2 separate regions of the Gossypium arboreum genome follow, and region 2 is linked to region 1. Evidence: chromatin contacts called from public Hi-C data. All regions are on one chromosome and are shown on one strand. The core of a region is the stretch at or near the end of the contact, and the rest is flanking DNA. Distances in the headings are between cores, read along the strand shown. Region 1 holds the start of LOC108476579 (probable galacturonosyltransferase 9). Region 2 holds the start of LOC108477412.

Region 1 (5,760 bases), core at 1,357-3,856:
TTTGGTCCAGAGATTCTTGTATTGGTTCATAGCTATGTCTAGCCAAGGTTTCATGTTTCCATTATAATGAATGAGTGCAGCATTGTTGATCACATCCATGCTAATGCTTGGATTGTATCCAAGTCCAAGCACGTGCCAGGATTTGTCCAGTGATTTTGTCAATGAGTAAAAGGTGATCAGGCCAGGCGGAAGAGTACCTGATTTCCACAGAGCCCGATCAACATTCTGATCAGAAGATCAATTAAAAGTTAATTACACATCCACTTCCATAACTTCGATCCATAATTCAAACCATTAGCAAAACTGAGGTGTTGTATTTAAAACTTGAAGTTAATTAATTGGTTTTACTCCTAAAAGTTGTATTTATTTGTCATCATTTCTAATTTTCCCTCCGAGACCACTCTATTACCATTAGGACAAAGGAGTCATCATTTATTTACAGTGTGTTGTCAATTTTTTGCAGGTAAAAACATTGTTTCTCTTTCTCCATTAAAATCATGAAATGATCTGTAACACCAGTAGCTAACAAATTATTACTCCTATTTGTATCAAACATAAGTAAGTTTCTTTAAAGAAAATAATGTACTAACCAAGTTTTGCCAGTTGTGATACGTTTCCGTGCATTTCTCACGCCTCCAAGCATCAAGATCAAAAATATTCATCCCATAAGCCCAAGCACAAGCCTTATGATTAAACCTCTCCCTAATGAGAGGATGTGAAAAATTCAAATACTGAGAGAAACGGTGAAACGACCCAAAGCAGGTTTCTACAGCTCCATTCACCTTTCCAGACAAGTCTATCTTCCACAACCCTGTCAAGTCCTTCTGAACCACAACATCATCATCCAAGAACAAAATCTTATGCAACTTAGGGTACATTTCAGGCAAATAAAACCTAAGGTGATTCAACATTGACATATGCTCAAGATACCTAAACTTCGTGTTACTCCCATCTTTGGTAGCATTCTCCATCTTATGCTCCAAGTAAAATCTCTGCTTAGCAGACTCAATTTGCCTCAAAACTGGCACGTAGGCGGAATTCATGAATTTATAGTCTTCTAATGCCCTCACCTCCACATGAGCACCTCCTTCTACAGGTCTCATTTTGAACCAAACTTTCATTGCAGCCAAATTCATTCTATCAGTTACCACATGGAACACATGTTTCCAAGGCTCCTCAGCGTTCTTCACCACAGACCTCACCACCACAGAAACTGCAATCACATTATCAGAAAATATAGCATAGTGGTACAAATCGGGGTCATCAAACTCAGACTTAGGCAAGTCTTCCTTGTACTTCTCCGGATGGGAAATTCTCTCCTCCACCAGTCTCATTGCCAAGCAATGTAAACTCTTAGGAATTGATTTGGCAGCAATTGAGCTCGCAAAAGCTCCATTCTTTTTTGCCTTACCTAATAATTCCCTAACTGCGAAAATAGTATCTTTCAACTTTTGAATTTTCAACTGATTATCATAATTTTCTTTAGATTCAGCTATTAACAACCTAGCAAATTTCACTCTATCTTTCACTTCTTTCTCAAACTGCCTTAAGACATCCTCATCTAGATTCCCATCGGTTTCAAACAAAGAGGATTTATACCTCGGTTTAGATGTAATATCGGAGAAATTCTTAGCCAAATCGTCAAACATTTTCAATTGCCTCGAAATGTCAAGCTTTAGTTTCCTTGCATAAGCTGCATATGCTTTCACTAATGTGATGTGATCATTGGCTTGCCTGTATATCAAATCTAACCTTGTTTTGAGAGGGTCCGAGTTCAATGCTACAAACGTTCTATGCATGTAAGCATTTCCGCCACTTCGAAACCTCTGCTAGAAAACCCCGGAAAAGAAAATAGTTAGAACATCTAAAAGGGTATTTAAAACCCCAAACAGAATGAATTTTAAAGTACTGCAAGCTCTGCCCTAGAGACTAGCAGAAAACAACCATAGAGAGAGAGAGAGAGAGAGAGAGATTAGATTGTGAAGTATTAAAGGCTCAGCAAATCGCCAAAGTGTATGAATAAAAGCCAAATAGATTTAAATTTTGAAGCACCGAATTAGAGAAATAAATGGCATGTTACTGAGGCTAAAAAAACCCAAGTTAGAAAAAAGAAAAGGGTATCTGAAAAAACCAAAAACAGAACAAATGATAAAGGATTTTGAAGAAGGAAAAATTTACAGAGTGCTGATGAGTTGTAGAAGGACGAGTAGTGAGGAGAACGGTGGCAGTGGCAATGAAGAGAAGCGAAAACATGGCTGAGACGAAGATCCTGTAAGAAAAAAAACCGCGGAAACCAGCTCCAACACCGCCGGATCCGCCACCGCGAGCTCCCCTGATAGCCACAGCCATCGAAATTCAGCTATTTACACTGCTTTGTTTCTGTCCGTCTCTTAGACTGATTAGTGAAACTAAATAAATAAATAAATAAAGAATGACACAGTAATGAGATCTGAGATTTGACAATGAAAGGGTTAGAAGATGTGGTTGATTTATTAAGATTTGACTGATGAACTGAAGAAAAGGAATGAAGAAATTGATGGAAGTGTTTAGGGTGAGGGGGGGTGTAGGGATTGTTCGTTGAGATGGTTAGAATTTGTCGGGCTGACTGAAGAGGGTGAGATCCGTAGTTATATGTGTAATGGGCCGGACCAATATGATCCATAACTTTTTCAATTCGATCGATTGTCTTCAATTACTGATCCAACCACTTAAATTCTATAAAACTTTTCTTTTTTTTTTCTTTCCAAATATATTCCTACTTTAGCAGTCCAAATATTTTTATAAGGGAATAACTTACATAAAGTAAAATTTTTAACTACCAGTCAAATTTTAATAATATAAAATTACTATTATACACTCATCCATAGAGAAATTATTTTATAAATTATTCTCATCACATTATTCATGGTCCCTTTTCTATTATTTAATAACATTTAACAATTTTTTTCATATGATTGACACATAATTTTAATAAATTTTTTATCCCGAACTTTAAGCCCAAAACTTATAACCCTAAACCCTAAACTTGAACACAAAACTCTAAATTTCGAATTCATAACTCATAACCCATACCCCGAATCCTTGAACACCAAACTCGTAACCTTAAACCAAAACTCTAAATTCCGAACTCATAACTCATAACCCATACCCCGAATCCTTGAACATTGAATTCTGAACCCTAAACTTGTACCCCGAACCTTGAACTTTTACATTGAATTCCAAACTCAAAACCCAAACTCGAACCCTAAACTTTAAATCTCGAATCCAAATCTTGAACTTTGAAGTTCAAGGTTCTAGGTTCGGGATTTATGGTAAAATAATTACCACGATTATGTACCAATGATATGGAAAAAAGTGCAGAAAAAATGTTAATTTTTTAAAAATTGATTGCACAAAAAAAATTAACTTATGAGAAAAAAATGATTAAAATTTGTAAAAGAAGAAAAGATGTTTGTTTATAATTTAAAAATTAATTATTTTAAGTAATTTAATTAAAGTTAAATTAAGTTGGAGAAGATATTAAATATAAATAAATGTATAATAATATTTTATTATTTTTAAAATTTAATAACGTGGTACTATTTTATTAGTGCCTAAAAACTATAACAATGATCCTAATATAATTTATTTCTTTATTATAATACTATTTTTAAATTAAACTCTTCAAATTCAACTTTTATATTTTTCTTAAAAGTAAATACAATGACCATATCTATAATTAATACAACCATAAAATAAAATAAGAGATTATATTATATTATATTGTATATAAAATTGTATATAAAAAATATAAAGTTAATAAACAATTAAAATAAAAGTAACATACTTTCTTTTTGTTTTATTTTTTGTTAATGTAACCATAACAATTTAAATATAAAATAATTAATATAAATTTTATTTTTATTTATTATATAAATCCATTCAATAAATTTCTTTTAATGGAATCAAATTTTTTATTTATAAGTTTTCTTATTAAGTTCATTCAACCAATTATTTTAATAAAATTAAAATCTTACCTATAAATGCCATAAATATTATAAATAAATAAAAATATTTGTAATGACAAAGTCAAATATATGCGTTTATATTTTATGATATTTAATAAAAATGTATTTGTTATGAATATCTTATTAAGTGGATGTCCAACATGATTAAGATAAAGTTTTAAAATACTTTAAATTCTAATAGTTATTAGAATTAGATCTCTACTTCTTTTATACTTCTTATACCCATAAATAGAGACTCTGATGAAGCATTGTAATTACCCTTTTTGATCAATAAGTACATTTTATAATGCTTTCATATTTTATTTGTTCTTTATTCTCCACATCTCTCTTTATTTTATAACATGTTATCAGCACGATCTTGCTCAAAGTGATAGTTCTTTTTATCGACGATCAAATTTATCCTCCATGATTTTTAATTTCTTTGACAGCAAGAAGCAAAGTTTTTACAGGAAGTTTCTTTTATTTAATGTTTCATATCTAATTATTATTTTTCATTCTTCTTTCATTATATGTAATTATTGTTTTGATTAACTTATTTTACTTTTTGCTCTTAAGGATGGTGAAAGATTTGATACCGTTATCTATATGAAATCAGGAATATTTTCGAACTATCTCATACATACTAGTGATGATGATAATGTTAAAGATCTTCAGGTATATTTTACTATGGTTTATTTATTGTTTATTATAATTTGAGATTAATCATGGCAACATGAATAGATAGATTATGATTTAAAATCCACGCATGTTTGTGATGGTGATTATGAAATAAAGAATCTATTGGGATGTTTATAAGTTCGTCTTACTAGATTTGTTGCATTCCCCGAAGTGAATGTAAACATGAAGAAAATAAAAGATATACTCATAGACAACTAAAAGTGGGAATATAGTAATAAATAAGAGAACAATAAGAGTTCTCAAGATAACTCTTCAAAGGGTAAAGATAACTTATGTTATCAATGTGATATGAAATATTATTGGCCACATATGATATTTTGTTTTTGTTAATATTCTTTGAGGAAGGATATGAGAATGTAGTAATAAATTCTATCATTATAGATAGAAAGTATTTATCTTATTTGGTACTAAAACAAATAAATATTATTTCAATATTTGATAATATAAAATTAGTCGAAAGCTCTAAAAGAGTTAATATATTAATATCTTGTGATGGTTAATCCATTGGTTTTAAAAGATATTTATAAAGGATCTTATATTGAGATTTCGAATGAGGAAAATATTATATTTCATATGAATCACTATTGCTATAGATATCTATTTTGAAAGGATGAAAAGGAGGATTGAGTTATTAATTTATAATCTTTATGATATTCTTTTATCATCATCCCTATTAAAGGGTTGAAAGCAAAATATTTGACTGTGAAAGATCTACTCATGAGCAATAGAATATGATAATTCTATCTAAAGCTTATTATGGTTGGATGCACTTAAAGTTGTAAGTATTTTTTAAAAACTGTGAGTATAACTCTACAGTATTTAGAATAAGTTCTCAATTAAAATTACGTGGTAAAATATTACTAATGAGAACTTGCAAGAGAGAAAACTTATGTATGAAAAGTCATTGGTTATATACCTGTTATACATATGAAAAATAAGATTCACTCCCAAAGTTTACTATTAATAGATTTTTGGGCTTTTGAAGATTTTGGCATATTCCTTGAAGCGAATATTGCATACAATTATTTGAAAATTATATTTATTGACTTGGTGGCATTATAGACTTCACATTGTT
Region 2 (5,760 bases), core at 1,857-4,356, 240 kb before region 1:
CGACCACGGGAGGCAGCGGATTATTTCTATTTTCAGCCATCTCTTCAGTGTTATTGGTGTCGTCCTCATGCCCTTCTTCTATGTATTGTAAGCTTCGCCTTATTTCTCTTCGGTTTCTGCGAGCTGTGCTCTCGATTTCACTGTCAAAAAGCAAAGGTCTTGACGGGTTCCTTCTAGTCATAAACTGTCAAAAACCTGCCAGAAGTGAAGAAAGAAAAATTAGTAATAAAAACAAAATTAAATTGTAATAAATAAAGAATGGATAAAGTAATAAAAATTAAGTGTTCCTAATATCTTAGTCCCCGGCAAAGGCACCAAAAACTTGATGGTCGCTAAACTAACTAAAAATTCGACTAAGGCAAGCGCACCTATCGAACAGTAGTATAGTTATGGTGAGACCAGAAATATCGTATCCACAAGGACTAAAAGTACTAGTAATTACTATCTTTTTATTATCTAGCCTAACAATTAAAAGAATGTTTTAACTAAGACTAATTATCTAATTAACTAAGATCACGACAGAGATGAAAGTTGAAAAATACTGTTTAGAAAATCGATGGAGAAGACAATACCCAAGGAAGAATCCGCCTAGACTTCACTTATCACTTCTGAGTTAGACGATTTATTCACTTGACTTAATTTGTAGAAATCCCTGACTTATGTTAATATTACTTTCGAGACTAAGAACAACTGACTCTAGGTTGATTAATTGAAATCTCTTTCTAATTAAAACTCCTATTATCGCATAACTCGATCTATGGATTCCCTTATTAGATTTGACTCTAATCCGGGAGATTTATGTCGTCATATCTCTAGGATTGCATGCAACTCCGCTTAATTATTGAAGATTTACTCTTAAATAGGGACTTTTGCTCCACTGAATAAGCACATCAAACCCTGAATGAATATCCTGGAATATTAAAGCAAGGATTAAAACTCACAATTAAGAATAAGAACAAGTATTTATCATATAATTCAAATAGTAATAAGATCCGTCTTAGGTTTCAACTTCCCTAGGTATTTAAAGAATTTAGTTCATAATAATAAAGGAAAACATCTCAAAATTGGGAAGACAACAAAACATAAAGAAACCCAAAGAAATTCTAAGGAAATTGAATGGAGATCTTTAGTCTTGAAGGAGATCCTGCTTCTGAGCTGATTCCGATGGCTATTCTTCTAGTCTTTTCTGCCTTCTACTCTATATGTTCCCCTTTAATCCTCTTCTAGGGTGTTTATATAGACTTTGACATGCCACAAAACCCTCAAAATTAGCCTTTTCCGAGTAGAATTAGACTTGGGCTCGACAGGGACACGGCCGTGTGCCACGCCCGTGCAAAAGTTCTCAGGCCGTGTGCAATTCTGACTTGGTTTAATGTCGACACAGCCATGACAAACGAGCGTGTGGCCTACCCATGTGTCACACACGGGCATATGGATTACCCGTGTAGAAGTGCCGAGGCCGTATGAAGCACTGAATTAGGCCCAATTTGTCCGTTTTTGGCTCGTTTCTTGCTCTTTTTGCTATCCTAAGCTCTCCTGAGTATAAAACATGAAATTAAAGGATTAGGAGAATCAAATTTATCAACTCTTATGATAATTCATTCAAAAATATGCCAAGCATGGGATAAAAACATGTATATATTACGGTTTATCAAGGATATAGCCCAACCAATAAATTAATCCTCATTTGCTAGCTTAATGATACACTTTGCATCTCAATTCCATATATTGAATAATTCATTTTGTTTTCATAGTACCATAGGGCGCTTAGGACTCTTAATTTGTAACACAAATGTTCTTTTATATGCTTTTTATATGTCTAATTCTTGTTATCCATCATATTGATATGCCCTCAGGATTTTACATTCTAATTTCAAGTATCAAGCATATTGATCTATTTTTTATAATATTGTTCTCATATAAATTTCATATTCAAAGTATATGTATCTATAAAACACTATGTATTTTAACTACATTACATTAATATTTTAGCCCTTATTAACCAGGCATGGACTAAAAGACGGATACGCAGCTTATTTCACTATCAAACCAATATACACTTACAGACACTCAATGTTGAGGAACTAATAATACATTTCCACAAACACCCAATGCTCAAGAGAAACTATCGATATGTGCTCACGGACACCCAGTGTTCTAGAGAACTAGGGGTGTTCAAATTTCAGTTAAAATCATATTAACAGACCAAACATGTCTAATTCAATTAATCGACAGGTTAACTGATCTAATTTGGTCGGAGGTCGATTAATGATTTTTTGGAAGTTCGATTATCAGTTAATTCGGTTCAAAAATTGAGTAATTAACCGAATTAACCAAACTTAATAATAAATAATACAAATTATATGTAATTTTAATTCGATTAATTCGGTCAAATGAATATTATCAATTTATTTATTTTATATTTGTTTTAACCAAAAAAATAATTTGGTTAATTTGGTTAACCGACCGAATTAACTGAAATATTTCTGTTCGATTAATTTTTTTTGTTCAATTAATGATTAAAGGATTAAAAAGTTCGGTTATTTCGATTAATATAGTTCGGTTAAGTTAACCATTTGAACACCCATATAGAGAACTATCTAATAAAAATCTACTTGGTGTTAAGTGGTATGTTCCCACGAACACCTTGTATCCTGGAAAATTATCGAAATGATATACACCTGTAGTAAAAATAACTCCGATAAAATGAATCCTATAACATATCAACTATACTCGTAATTCTATCCAATCAATTTCCTAATCCCATTTCAATATGAAAAATATTTTTACAAAAATATAAGTAAATAAAATTACTTTTATTTTTAAATATTAAAAAAATAATTTCGGAAGGCGAAAAAATATTGTTAGTAAGTATAAGCATGCAGCCCCCAAACTCGTTGAAGTTGATAATAATTTAGTCAAACAACTATTATGAGAAATATATATCTAGCCCCCAAACTTCTGTAAGAATCACAAATTAATCCTGCCGCCAACATCGAAAGACGGAGGGACCAAGATGAATATTGAAAAACTTGTAATAATTTTATGCCATGAATATACTACTTTGCATTATGGCCTTGTAAAAATATATATTTACGAATAAATAAATAAACAAATAAAAAAAATCAGCCACGTTCTTTTTCTTTTCATTCTAATTATTTCTGATTTTTACGAGATTTCACTTTTCAGAACTTCCCCTTTTCTTCTAACTTAGGAAGCCCAATCGTTAAACGCCGGCGAACAGAAACTCCGGTAAGCTTTCCGTTTCTTCTCTGACATCGAACCGAGCCAAGGGTATATTCCCTTTTCTGTTGTTGTGATTTGATTTTATCATTTAATTAGAAACTTCTTTTACTTTTTGTAATTTGATTTTACATTTGTAGTTTCCTTTTGATTCAGTTCATGTGAAATTGTCTGAAGTTTGCGGTTGGATTTCAAATTCGTTCAGTTTTGCGGTTATACTTTCATTTTTGTTGATTTTTGGACTAAAACTAATGAAAATCACTAAATTGGTCAATCACATTAACAAATTGTTCCATGAAATATTCTAATCCTGTTAATTTTTTTTTATTTATAAATCAATGAAATGGAATGTGCAGTAGCAAAATTCCATATTTAAATAGAGTGAAAGTATAAATTTGACTCTAATCAGAAGTACCAAATTCCTCAACGATGAACAGTTTCAAATCAGTAAGCCTTGGCAAGCAATTTTTTGTATTAGACTTTATACTTGATGCACGGGATGGAATTTAAATATGGATTTGGGAAATGGAATAATGGGATTTCTTTTGTCAATGTTTAAATCTTCAATAATGGCATAATGGGATTGAAGATAGAGATGAGACAAAATTTATGCTGGGAAGTGACAAAATTGAGGGCTATATTAGTGTGGGTGTGCTTTTGTTTCACAAATGAAGATTTTTTTTTTTATTTGAAATTCTATTTTTAGTTTTATAATTTTGTTTTGCCATTTGAGTTTGACTTACTTTGATATATGAATCCAGCTTCTGGCCCTAACGCATTTTTATTTGATTGCATCATTGTACTGATAGTTTCTACATTCTAGTCTTCTTTTCTTTGTCTGCAGGACCTTCAAGTTTTGGCATCATTAACAGCAAATTCCATTAATCTGTCTGAAGTCTGAACGTATTCAGTATGAAGTTCTTAGAATACACTCCGCTTGACCGGTAATTTTCAATTATCCGTCTGAACATATTCTGTATGAAGTTCTTAGAGTATACTCTGCGTGACTGGTAATTTTCAATTATTAGAAAATGGAATGGTAACAAATTTTCCTCACCCTTCTTAGATCCATGATCTTTGTCTGCCTTTTGATTTAAAGTCTGACTTAATTTGTATCTTATTTTATAGAATAAATGATTTCTTGAGTGAATTAAACCTCGGTGAGCGTACCATCAAAGGAAGACTTGAAGCATACTCTTGTAAGTTCAACTACATAAGTTGTCCCAAACATTTGGAGATGTTGGTTCAAACTCAATTTTTTCATGCTTCTAGGCAAACACACAGGAACAGATAAAAAACTATCTCTCAGTTTGGAGAATGAGGTTTGAGAACATTCAACATATCATGTTTTTGGCTCCATTTTCTTTAGAATTTTGGTTTCTGATGCTTGTTTCATATCAGATCCTTGACTATCTGGGGAAATCCTCAGATACTGACTCCTCCTCACCAGTTGAATTCCTGTTGAGTAGATCAAGGTTGTAAATATTATATTCAGTTTTAGGTAGTTTGATTTATGTTCATTCATGACTTTTGACCAGATTTTTATTGTGCATTTCAGTCGGAAGACATTGATTTATCTGGTGCTTACCCTCTATCACATGTATCCTGATTATGACTTAAGGTATCTCTGTATATGTTTCATCAGCACATTTTCATTTCAAAGAGAGTTTAAAAGGAGGATTATGGGGTAATGCCACTGTCAGCTTATTTGGCGACTTGACAACCCACTATATAATCCTCCTTTTATTGCAATGGGAGTGTTGTCAAAAGGTTTTGACAGACAGTTCAGCATACTGTCGCTCTTGGAGGAGCTGAGAGTTCAATTCTCTCCATTTCCCAAATCTAATTCTTCTGGTTATACGGGTTTGATTGTGTCTGATTCAAGTCTTATTTGTTCTATTGAATGCTTTATACTGACATTCATGTGTGTCTTATATGGTTCTCTTATATTATGATATTGCATGTGCTGATGTGGTTCCAGTGCAGTTAAAGCACACCAGTTCTTAACAGAGGAAAGCTGGGATACCTTTAAACAGATTTTTGATACCAACATGCTTGAAGCGTCAAAGGTATTGGCATAAGTATTCATTTATTCTCTTGACATTGGATATCAAAAGATTATTGGGCACATTTGTGAGAGAAGGAATATGCATTTCCTCTAAAAGTAACTTGCAGATACTCTTGTTGCACTCTCCTATCTCCTGTTCTTGTGGTATTTATGCTGGTCATGAATATAACTTAAGTGATTTTAGTCTAGAATTTGCATGTTCATCAGTTTTTTTGGGAGTTAATCAGACTCATGAAACTTTGGGCCAATGGTGTGTTGTGCTCATGTCATTCGGGGTGAAAGAGATGGATTTGGGGGAAGATGCTGATGCTGTTGATAGTGGTTTGTAGTATGTGAGAAGAGCGATAGCTAGTATTCATTCAATTGTGGTATGTTTTATCCTTAAATAAGTCACTGTGCCTGGCATTTAAGTTTCCTGCTTCACATCATTGACAGGAATGGATCGAGGC

Evidence for each region. Hi-C and Micro-C count contacts between places; a contact is called where the count stands out from the background.
Region 2: a contact with region 1 is called in a Hi-C map of leaf, with 2.7 times the contacts expected there. The contact joins the promoter of LOC108477412 here to the promoter of LOC108476579 in region 1. A contact is called at or near these places in 2 of 5 Hi-C or Micro-C datasets (both in leaf).

What each region holds. Positions count from the first base shown.
Region 1 is chr12:13,333,417-13,339,176 of ASM2569848v2, reverse strand. LOC108476579 (probable galacturonosyltransferase 9) reads right to left here and starts at 2,606. Exons shown (of 4, transcript XM_053023589.1): 1 at 2,179-2,606; 2 at 591-1,826; 3 at 1-225. The coding sequence starts at 2,349.
Region 2 is chr12:13,575,463-13,581,222 of ASM2569848v2, reverse strand. LOC108477412 reads left to right here and starts at 3,106. Exons shown (of 11, transcript XM_017779951.2): 1 at 3,106-3,252; 2 at 4,067-4,187; 3 at 4,372-4,442; 4 at 4,516-4,565; 5 at 4,645-4,718; 6 at 4,802-4,864; 7 at 5,225-5,312; 8 at 5,747-5,760. The coding sequence starts at 4,156.